Linked DNA regions of Mus musculus: region 2 is linked to region 1. The links are chromatin contacts, called in public HiChIP or PLAC-seq maps. All regions are on one chromosome and are shown on one strand. The core of a region is the stretch at or near the end of the contact, and the rest is flanking DNA. Distances in the headings are between cores, read along the strand shown. Region 1 holds the start of Gpr55 (G protein-coupled receptor 55). Region 2 has its middle 17 kb from the start of Spata3.

Region 1 (3,921 bases), core at 356-2,855:
TAAAAAAGTTTCTTGGGAGTTTCCTAAGCCTGGGATCACTGCCTTGATCCGTCCTACCCTCTCTTCCTTAAGAGCAAGCTAGAAGCTTTGACAGCTGGGCTGGCTCCCTGCCTCCTTTCAAAGGGGTTCTAAAGAGATGATACTGGAGCACATACCTCCAACTTCATCAAGTGCACCAGGCATCAAGAGAGCTCCAGGAAGCAGTTCCTTCTCGGGCGCAAAGCAAGCTCTTCTGACTGCTTACCTAAGAGTTTCTCCACTACCACATCCTCTCCTGACACTACTCCATTCACCCCTTCAGCCATCAAGGCCCAGCACCTATTCAGAGGGATAGACTTGCCCCAGCAGGGGTTTCACCTAAGGGGTAAGGATTAACCTAAGGGGTGTAGGCTTAGAGGCTAACCCTAAGCGGGGCCAGGCAGGGAGGCAGGGAGCAGAGAGAGGCCAGAGGTACAAAGAATAGCTTAAGAGGTCTTCTCACACACAAGGGTTGCTTGACATTCAGAAAGACCAAACATAGAGGTGTCTCTGGGGACAGGAGTGGGGACTGTCTCTGAAGACAGGGGTGGGTTGCCTCTGTGTAGCTGAAGTCTAAGGATTGCAAGCAACAAGAGCAGAGGCTCAAAGCCAGTCAGCCAGGAGTAGGAGCTGCTCAAAGGTCACCTTGAACAAACACACTGAACAGGAACATCATATTGGAAGCTGACCAATAAAAAGGAAACCTTGGATGTTCCTTTACCTCATCTCTAAACCCAGATCAACTCAGTGGATGGGGCAGCGTGGGGGCTGGATACAGGGGCAGAAGGAAGGTCGGAGAAAGAGAAACAGCCATGCTGAGAAGGAATTGGGACAGGAAGTGGGAATGGGGTGACTGAGAGAAAGTCATAGGGTCACCAGTGGCACCCTGATTCCTAAGAAAGCCCAGCAAACAGAGAGAGTGGCCCCACCCCTTTGACAAGTCTCTGTAATTCCTCCTAGTCAACTTCCTCATCGATAACCTGGGGTCAGAAGTTCATTTGATCAATAAGTGCTTGCTGGTTCCCTGTTCTGCAGCTTGTCTACTGTCTGTCCAAGACGGACAGTAGAAACTTTCTCAAAACCAGATGGAGTGAGAGGACAGATAAACAACACCCAGCAACTCAGCTAAAGATTCAGACTCTTCCTCCCCATGGATATATGTCAGTCTGCCATTGTCTCCTTTAGAGCTTGTGTCTGAGGGAGGGAAAAGGCTGGGATTGATAACAGCATCATCCTGAGTAGCAGGGTACCTGCCCTAGGAGGGAGCTCAGCAGCAAAGGGAAGGCAGGATAAACTAGGGAAGGAGAAGCAAGGGGAGAAGGTGGGGGAAGGACCCTTTACATCCACACAGTAGCTACACGTCTCACCTCTGCTCCAAATCCCAGATTTGGTCACACTTCTGTCCCCAAGCCCAGATGGTTCCCATGAGTGGTCAGACAGCTTAGGAGTACCAATGAGTCCCAGCCTTGAAGTCTCCAAGAGAAGTCCCCTTTCCTGCCCTCTAGGTGGACCACATTCTCCACCAACGGAGACTGAAGATGCCTGGCCACCTTGAGAGCAGTCACATGAGCGGCTTACAGAGAGCAAAGTGTTGGATAGTTCATGTCAAGGCAGGGACAGCAGCCGCTTAGAATGCCCCGCCTCTCCTCTCCCTTCCTGGAAAGTTGACTGAGAGCTCAAAGAAGGAGGAAGTTCTAGACATCTGTGTGAGACCTGCCTGCTCTTGTGTCACTGTGGTGGCCTCCTGCATTCAGGCTCCTGCATTAACACCACTGGCTTCATCTTCTTCGGTTTCTACTGGAGCTGAGGGAGGTCTGACTTGAAGTGGAAGAGAAGAATCCTGGACTGAACCAGTGACTCCGCCTCTGTCTAAATCCAGCACATTTTCTCATCTCTGATGCCATCCCTGATCCCCTTAACATTGCCCAAAGACACAGCCACCAACTCATTTTTAAAGGAAATTTAATTGTAGTTTTTCTTTCATCTATCTATCTATCTATCTATCTATCTATCTATCTATCTATCTATCATCTATCTATCTATCTATCTATCTATCTATCTATCTATCTATCTATCTATTTTTAATACAGAGTCTCTGTATAGCCCTGGCTGACCTGGAACTGGCTCTTTAGACCAGCCTGACATTGAACTCACAGAGATCTATCTGTCTCAGCTTCCCAAGGGCTGGGATTAAGGGCATGTGTCACCATGCCCAGCTAGCCTAGTCATTCTTGTTTATTTCTTATGGACATGGAGGATGGGGAGGCTAGTGAGCCCCTTCAAAAGATAGATTTCTCTTTATGTTTCTGGTGCCTAGAGCAGACCTTGTCCTCTTTCCACACGCTCTTCAGAGCCATGCTCCTCCATGCTTCAGTGCTAAGTTTCTATCTTTGGTCACTGTGAGCCTTCTCCCTCCATCCCTTCCTACCCCTCCTCTATGCATGGACATTTTTCCCTTGGCTCTGTTGCATGGTAATCACTGATTCTGCTACAATATCTTATATTTTTGCTCTCACAAAGGTTTTATTTCCTGGGCTTTTTAACAATGAGAATATCTTCAGTCTTAGTTAGCTTTACTGTAAGCAAATACCAAGAAGCATCTTTGGTGAAAAGAAGATTGACTTGGGCTCACCCTCAGATGGCCCAGTCCAAAAGCACTTGTCTCTATGTTTCTGGACCATGAGACAGAATAAATATCATGACAGTGGGACTGCCTGGCATAAGCTTTTCACCTCACCGTGGACAGAAGGCAGAGAGAGGAAGTGACCCAGGCTGCCATACAACCTTCAAAGGCACGTCATCACAGGACGCCACTTCCTCTACCTAAGCTCCACATCCAAAAATAGTGCCACCATCTGGGGACCAAGTGTCCCCCCACACAATGCTAGCAAACCCTCCAAGGATATAGGAACTCAATTATTCACTTCCTTCTTGGCTATCTTTAACACAATCTTGGCTTTTTTAAATCTTGAGGTGGAGAGTAGAAATTCTTCTCCAATACCAAGAACTGGACGGCCAGGGTTATGGGGAAGGTTCTCTGCCTCTAATGTGGGTTCAGTATGCTAGTACTTGCTTCCCATCCCAGATGTGCCCACTTCTGCTCTCTCTGATGTCATCAAGTATCTTCCCAATCACACACTACTCTAATTATTTAATCTTCATCTTTAATCTTAGCATTACTAAGTTACCTTGACTGCTTAAGGAGATGTCATTGAGGGTGACATTTCCCCCACCACTTTATATGTCCTAGGGATTAGCCAATAGGCTGTGACTTTGGGGGGTGTGGAAGTCAGTTAATTCTCCACACCATCTAGGACAGGAACACTTACAAGTGGCTTCATTTATAGTGAAGGAACCTGAGGCAGAGAGCTCAGGTGACAAGATCCTTAGATGTGCATCATCCATGCAAGAGATGCAGGGCTGGGGTTTGGATCATCTCAGGTAATGGTGCCTGAGAGTCCAGATCTGTATCTGTCAGCAACAGCCTGTACTGAATCCTTCCCAAGCCCCAGGAGGCAGGGCTGATGAGCAACCCCGTGGGTTTCACAATTCACACTCTGAAGTTCAGTTGCCTACAATGGCCCCTTAAGAAACCAAGCACTCTGCTAGGTTGTAAGATGAAGGAAATGGAGTTACTGCAACAAAGAGGTGTGTGTGTGTGTGTGTGTGTGTGTGAGAGAGAGAGAGAGAGAGAGAGAGAGAGAGAGAGAGAGAGAGTATGTGCTTATATGCATCTGTGTTCAATGCAGCACTAGTCACAATGTAGACATGGAGTCCACCTAGGTGTCCATCAACAGATAAGTAGATAAGAAAATACAGCTCAAACAGGAAATGGAAAACTACTGACCTTTAACAAAGGGCAGAATCCTGCCAAGTGTGGTGGTACAAGCCTGGAATCCTAGC
Region 2 (3,921 bases), core at 743-3,242, 44 kb after region 1:
ATGTAGTTCTTGAGGGGTTCTGGTTAAGTCCTGCAAGACTCAATTTTTTTGGTTTGGAGGGTGGGGATGATGTTGTTGTTTGTTTGTTTGTTTGTTTTCAGAGACAGGGTTTCTCTGTGTACCCTTGAATGTCTTGGAACTCACTCTGCCAACCAGGCTGTCTTCAAACTCAGAAATCCACCTGCCTCTGCCTCCCTCGTGCTGGGATTAAAGGCGTGCGCCACCACTGCCTGGCTTGCACCAGTGAATTGTTATCAGAGAGCAAACCTGGTTTCTGAGTTTCTCTAACTCAACATGTGGCTGCTTCCTCTTGCACGGGAGTACAGCATGATGCTGTCAGCCATACTGTGATATAGCCAGAGGGTCTTCACCAGAACCGAGTACATGCTGGTGCCGCACTCTTGAATCTACAGAAATATGAAATAAATAAAACTTACAGATGTTTTTGTAATAGCAAAGTGTGATGGTTTAATATATGCTTCTATTAGTGGCACTAATAGAAGGTGTGGTCCTGTTGTGGTAGGTGTGTCACTGTGAGTGTGGGCTTTAAGACCCTCATCCCAGCTGCCTGGGAGCCAGTATCCTGCTAGCAGCCTTCAGATGAAGATGTAGAACTCTCAGCTCATGTCTCTTGTCAGAGTATGCCTGGGCCTAGCAAACATAGAAGTGGATGCTCACAGTCGGCTATTGGATGGATCACATGGCCCCCAATGAAGGAGCTAGAGAAAGTACCAAAGAAGCTAAAGGGATCTGCAACCCTATAGGTGGAACAACATTATGAACTAACCAGTACCCCGGAGCTCTTGACTCTAGCTGCATATGCATCAAAAGATGGCCTAGTCGGCCATCACTGGAAAGAGAGGCCCATTGGACACGCAAACTTTATATGCCCCAGTACAGGGGAACGCCAGGGCCATAAAAGGGGAGTGGGTGGGTAGGGGAGAAGGGGTGGGTGGCTATGGGGGACTTTTGGTATAGCATTGCAAATGTAAATGAGCGAAATACCTAATAAAAAAAAAAAAAAAAAAAAAAAAAAAAAAAAAAAAAAAAAAAGAAAAAAAAAAAAAAAAAAAAAAAAAAAAAAAAAAAAAAAAAAAAAGAACTCTCAGCTCAGCCTGCACCATGCCTGCCTGGATGCTGCTATGCTCTTGCCTTGACAATAATGGACTGAACCTCTGAACCTGTAAGCCAGCCCCAGTTAAATGTTGTCTTATTAAAGAGTTGCCTTGGTCATGGTGTCTGTTCACAGCAGTAAAACCCTAACTAAGATACAAGGGAAAACCGAACAAAAACAAACAGGAAAGTAATCTCCAAAGGTTGTTTTTGTTCGTGTGTGTGTGTGTGTGTGTGTGTGTGTGTGTGTGTGTGTGTAAATGGGGTAGATTTGGGAATGATAAAGTACTGATGAATAATTTCAGGGACCTAGCTTATAAAACTGACCAAATAATGATAACTTTCTTTAGGAAGTTCTAGAGGAGACACACAGGAGAGCAGGCAGAAGGATGTCTATGCAGGCCAATGAACACATACTGGAGTAGCTCACACTATTGCTATGGGTATGTGAACTGTTCATGAACTAGTGACCATAAAAGCTATGTATGGCAGGATCTTGTCTTTTTTTTTACATTTATTTATGTATGTATATGGGTATTTTATCTGCATGTATACCTGTACATTAGGAAAAGGCAACAGAATTCATAAGTCTGCAATTATAGACAGCCGAGAGTTGCATGCTGGGAATTGAACTCAGGACCTCCCGAAGAACAGCCAGTGCTCTTAACCACTGAGGAACCTGTCTTATTCTTCTTCTAGAAATGACTACTCTTCTCAGGAAGTTATGCTCAGATTCATCTCAAGTCCCCGTTCTTCCTTGTTGAAGGGCAATTCTGGCAGGAGGCTGTTGTTGACCAGGCTCTGCAGTCTCTCTGCTGACAGCATGGTGTGTGTGGAGGGGACGTGAACGAGAAGCCTGTGTGTGCGCAGACTCACCCAAGCACAAGTCTTTGGGGGTTTGCTAGTGCCCAGGTATCTGATCAGCCCTGCAAAGGTTCAAAGTGGTTCATGCCATTCATATTTGATCAAGGAAAAGATATCTCAGGGATCATGCTGGAGAATGGAACCTTCTCTCCAAACGCCAATCTCCAACACTAAGAAATTCTCGATGCAAGAAATGTGTTGTGTGGGAAATGTAGCAATGGGATGAAATTTCCCTTCCAGGCTGATACCACAAAGGAGGGGCAAAACAGGCCATATATGGAAGAAAGGAGGGGGAAGGATACAGCGAACACCTCAGGAATCAGACAACGTGCGTGGGTGGTGTGCTCACCGCTTGGGGCTTCTGCAACACAAGACCACAAACTCGGTAACTTAAAACAAAAACTTTCATCTCTGTAGAATAGAACCTCAAACTGAAGGAAGGTGTCGGCAAGGCCACATTCCCTCAACAGCCAGGTCTTGTCTCTTCCAGCCGAGGGCTTCCAGTGACCTTGGCTTGTAACTGTAACGTTCCAATCTCTGCCTTTGCCTACATCTCTTCCTTTGTGTCCCTCCCTCCTCCGAACCTCTTTGAGAAAGACACATCTCTTTGGATTGGGGGTTCATCCAGATGATGGTCCTACCAATCATTTCCTCTCGAGGCTTTTTTTGATATTTGCACAGACCCTGTTTCCAAATAAGGTCACCTTCCCAAGAATTATAATGTGGACATGAGACTGTGTTATCAAACCACCTAGCATGGGAGGCAGTGGTTAAGCTTGCTGGCTTTCTGACTTGGTGATGGCGTCTTGTGGCAAGGACCATTCATTCTGGGACTACACTGAGAAACCCAGCCCTGCCACAGGTTCTCACCACTGAAGAAAACACAAAGCATTCTGGGAAATGCTGGTGGACTCCATCTATGCAAATGGTCCTCTCTTCGATGGCTGTTCCCACATCTCCTGCACTAAAGTACTTTGTTCATTAACCCAGAACTCAAATGGCCCGCTTTTCGTGGAACTTACAGCTTCGGGCATTGGTTTTGCTTGTCCAACCTGCTTGAGTCTTATGCAAATGATCCTTTCACAATGATTCCTGAGCGGGCCACATGATGACTTTTGTATGCCAGATTTGGGCCTGTTCTGTCCATGATGCCTAGGGAATGAAAGCCACAAAAATCAATACCAGAAGCTAAAATGCCTGTGGTCAACGTCATCCTGTAAGGTTTAAAGCATAAAGCAAGGGAGCTGGCACCTCCATGGTTCAGAGAAAAACCAACTAACCATCGCACACTGCAAGCGGGGCTCCTGCACCTTGGGCGGGTCTAGTTTGTGGTATGGATGGGAAATAGCGAGGAAAAAACATGCTAAAGAGATCTTTCTCTCTTTCTCCTCCACGCCAAGATTTTGTAGCTTCCCTACACTGTGGGGAGGAATTCACAGCATGCCATGTTTGTGGATGAGCCCTTTACAACTCTTTGGGCCACAGAGCAGAGCAGGTGCTGGGTTCAAGTCACCAGGTGAAGAAAAGGGACAGGAGATGAAGTCCACACCTGTAGTCTTACTACTCCAAGGGATTCATTCAGAGACCACTCGATCCCTTTGCACAAAAGGAATTATGGTGAAAAATTAACACCGAGCTAAATCACCTCTTTGTCCTCTCTGTTTTCTGGTCTTCCAGGCTGAGACTCTTCCCTGACTGATTAAAATGTCCCCCAAACACAGCTCTTCCTTCCTGGGCAATTGTTCTCTCATCCATAGATTCTTTCATTCTGTGGATTCCTGGATCTATATCATAATTCCTCCACCACCACCCCCCATCCTCCCAGCTCCTCAGGCACCTCCAACTGCATCTCCCAAAACCCTCACAACCCCTCCCCAAAGCAGTCCAGGGTTGTAGTGTGTGCCTGGGAGTAGGAATGGATCTCTGTGCCAGCACCTGGCCTCT

The links. HiChIP or PLAC-seq counts read pairs in DNA pulled down with a chosen protein or histone mark.
Region 2: a BATF HiChIP or PLAC-seq map of CD8 T cells shows a contact between it and region 1, with 49 read pairs. The contact joins the enhancer-like site here to the promoter of Gpr55 in region 1. A contact is called at or near these places in 7 of 39 promoter capture datasets (the C10 cell line, the HPC-7 cell line, cranial neural crest and 4 more), 1 of 15 datasets of contacts at CTCF or cohesin (CD8 T cells), 19 of 484 Hi-C or Micro-C datasets (B cells, CD4 T cells, CD8 T cells and 10 more), 11 of 115 datasets of contacts at active chromatin or transcription factors (CD8 T cells, the HPC-7 cell line, Th17 cells and 7 more) and 3 of 9 other capture datasets (adipose tissue, liver and pancreatic islet).

Annotation. Positions count from the first base shown.
Region 1 is chr1:85,959,450-85,963,370 of GRCm38.p6, forward strand. Gpr55 (G protein-coupled receptor 55) reads right to left here and starts at 1,606. Exons shown (of 2, transcript NM_001033290.2): 1 at 1,386-1,606. The region is part of intron 1 of Gm41905 (a long non-coding RNA gene); the gene reads left to right.
Region 2 is chr1:86,003,424-86,007,344 of GRCm38.p6, forward strand. No RefSeq gene overlaps it. Among named protein-coding and RNA genes, the nearest start is that of Spata3, 17 kb to the right of the region's middle. Within about 2 kb of position 1,993, at least 19 of the 459 cell types and tissues checked have an H3K27ac peak or open chromatin away from gene starts, as enhancers often do. A contact at or near this core is called in CD8 T cells, CD8 central memory T cells, Th1 cells and 3 more, where this site is marked.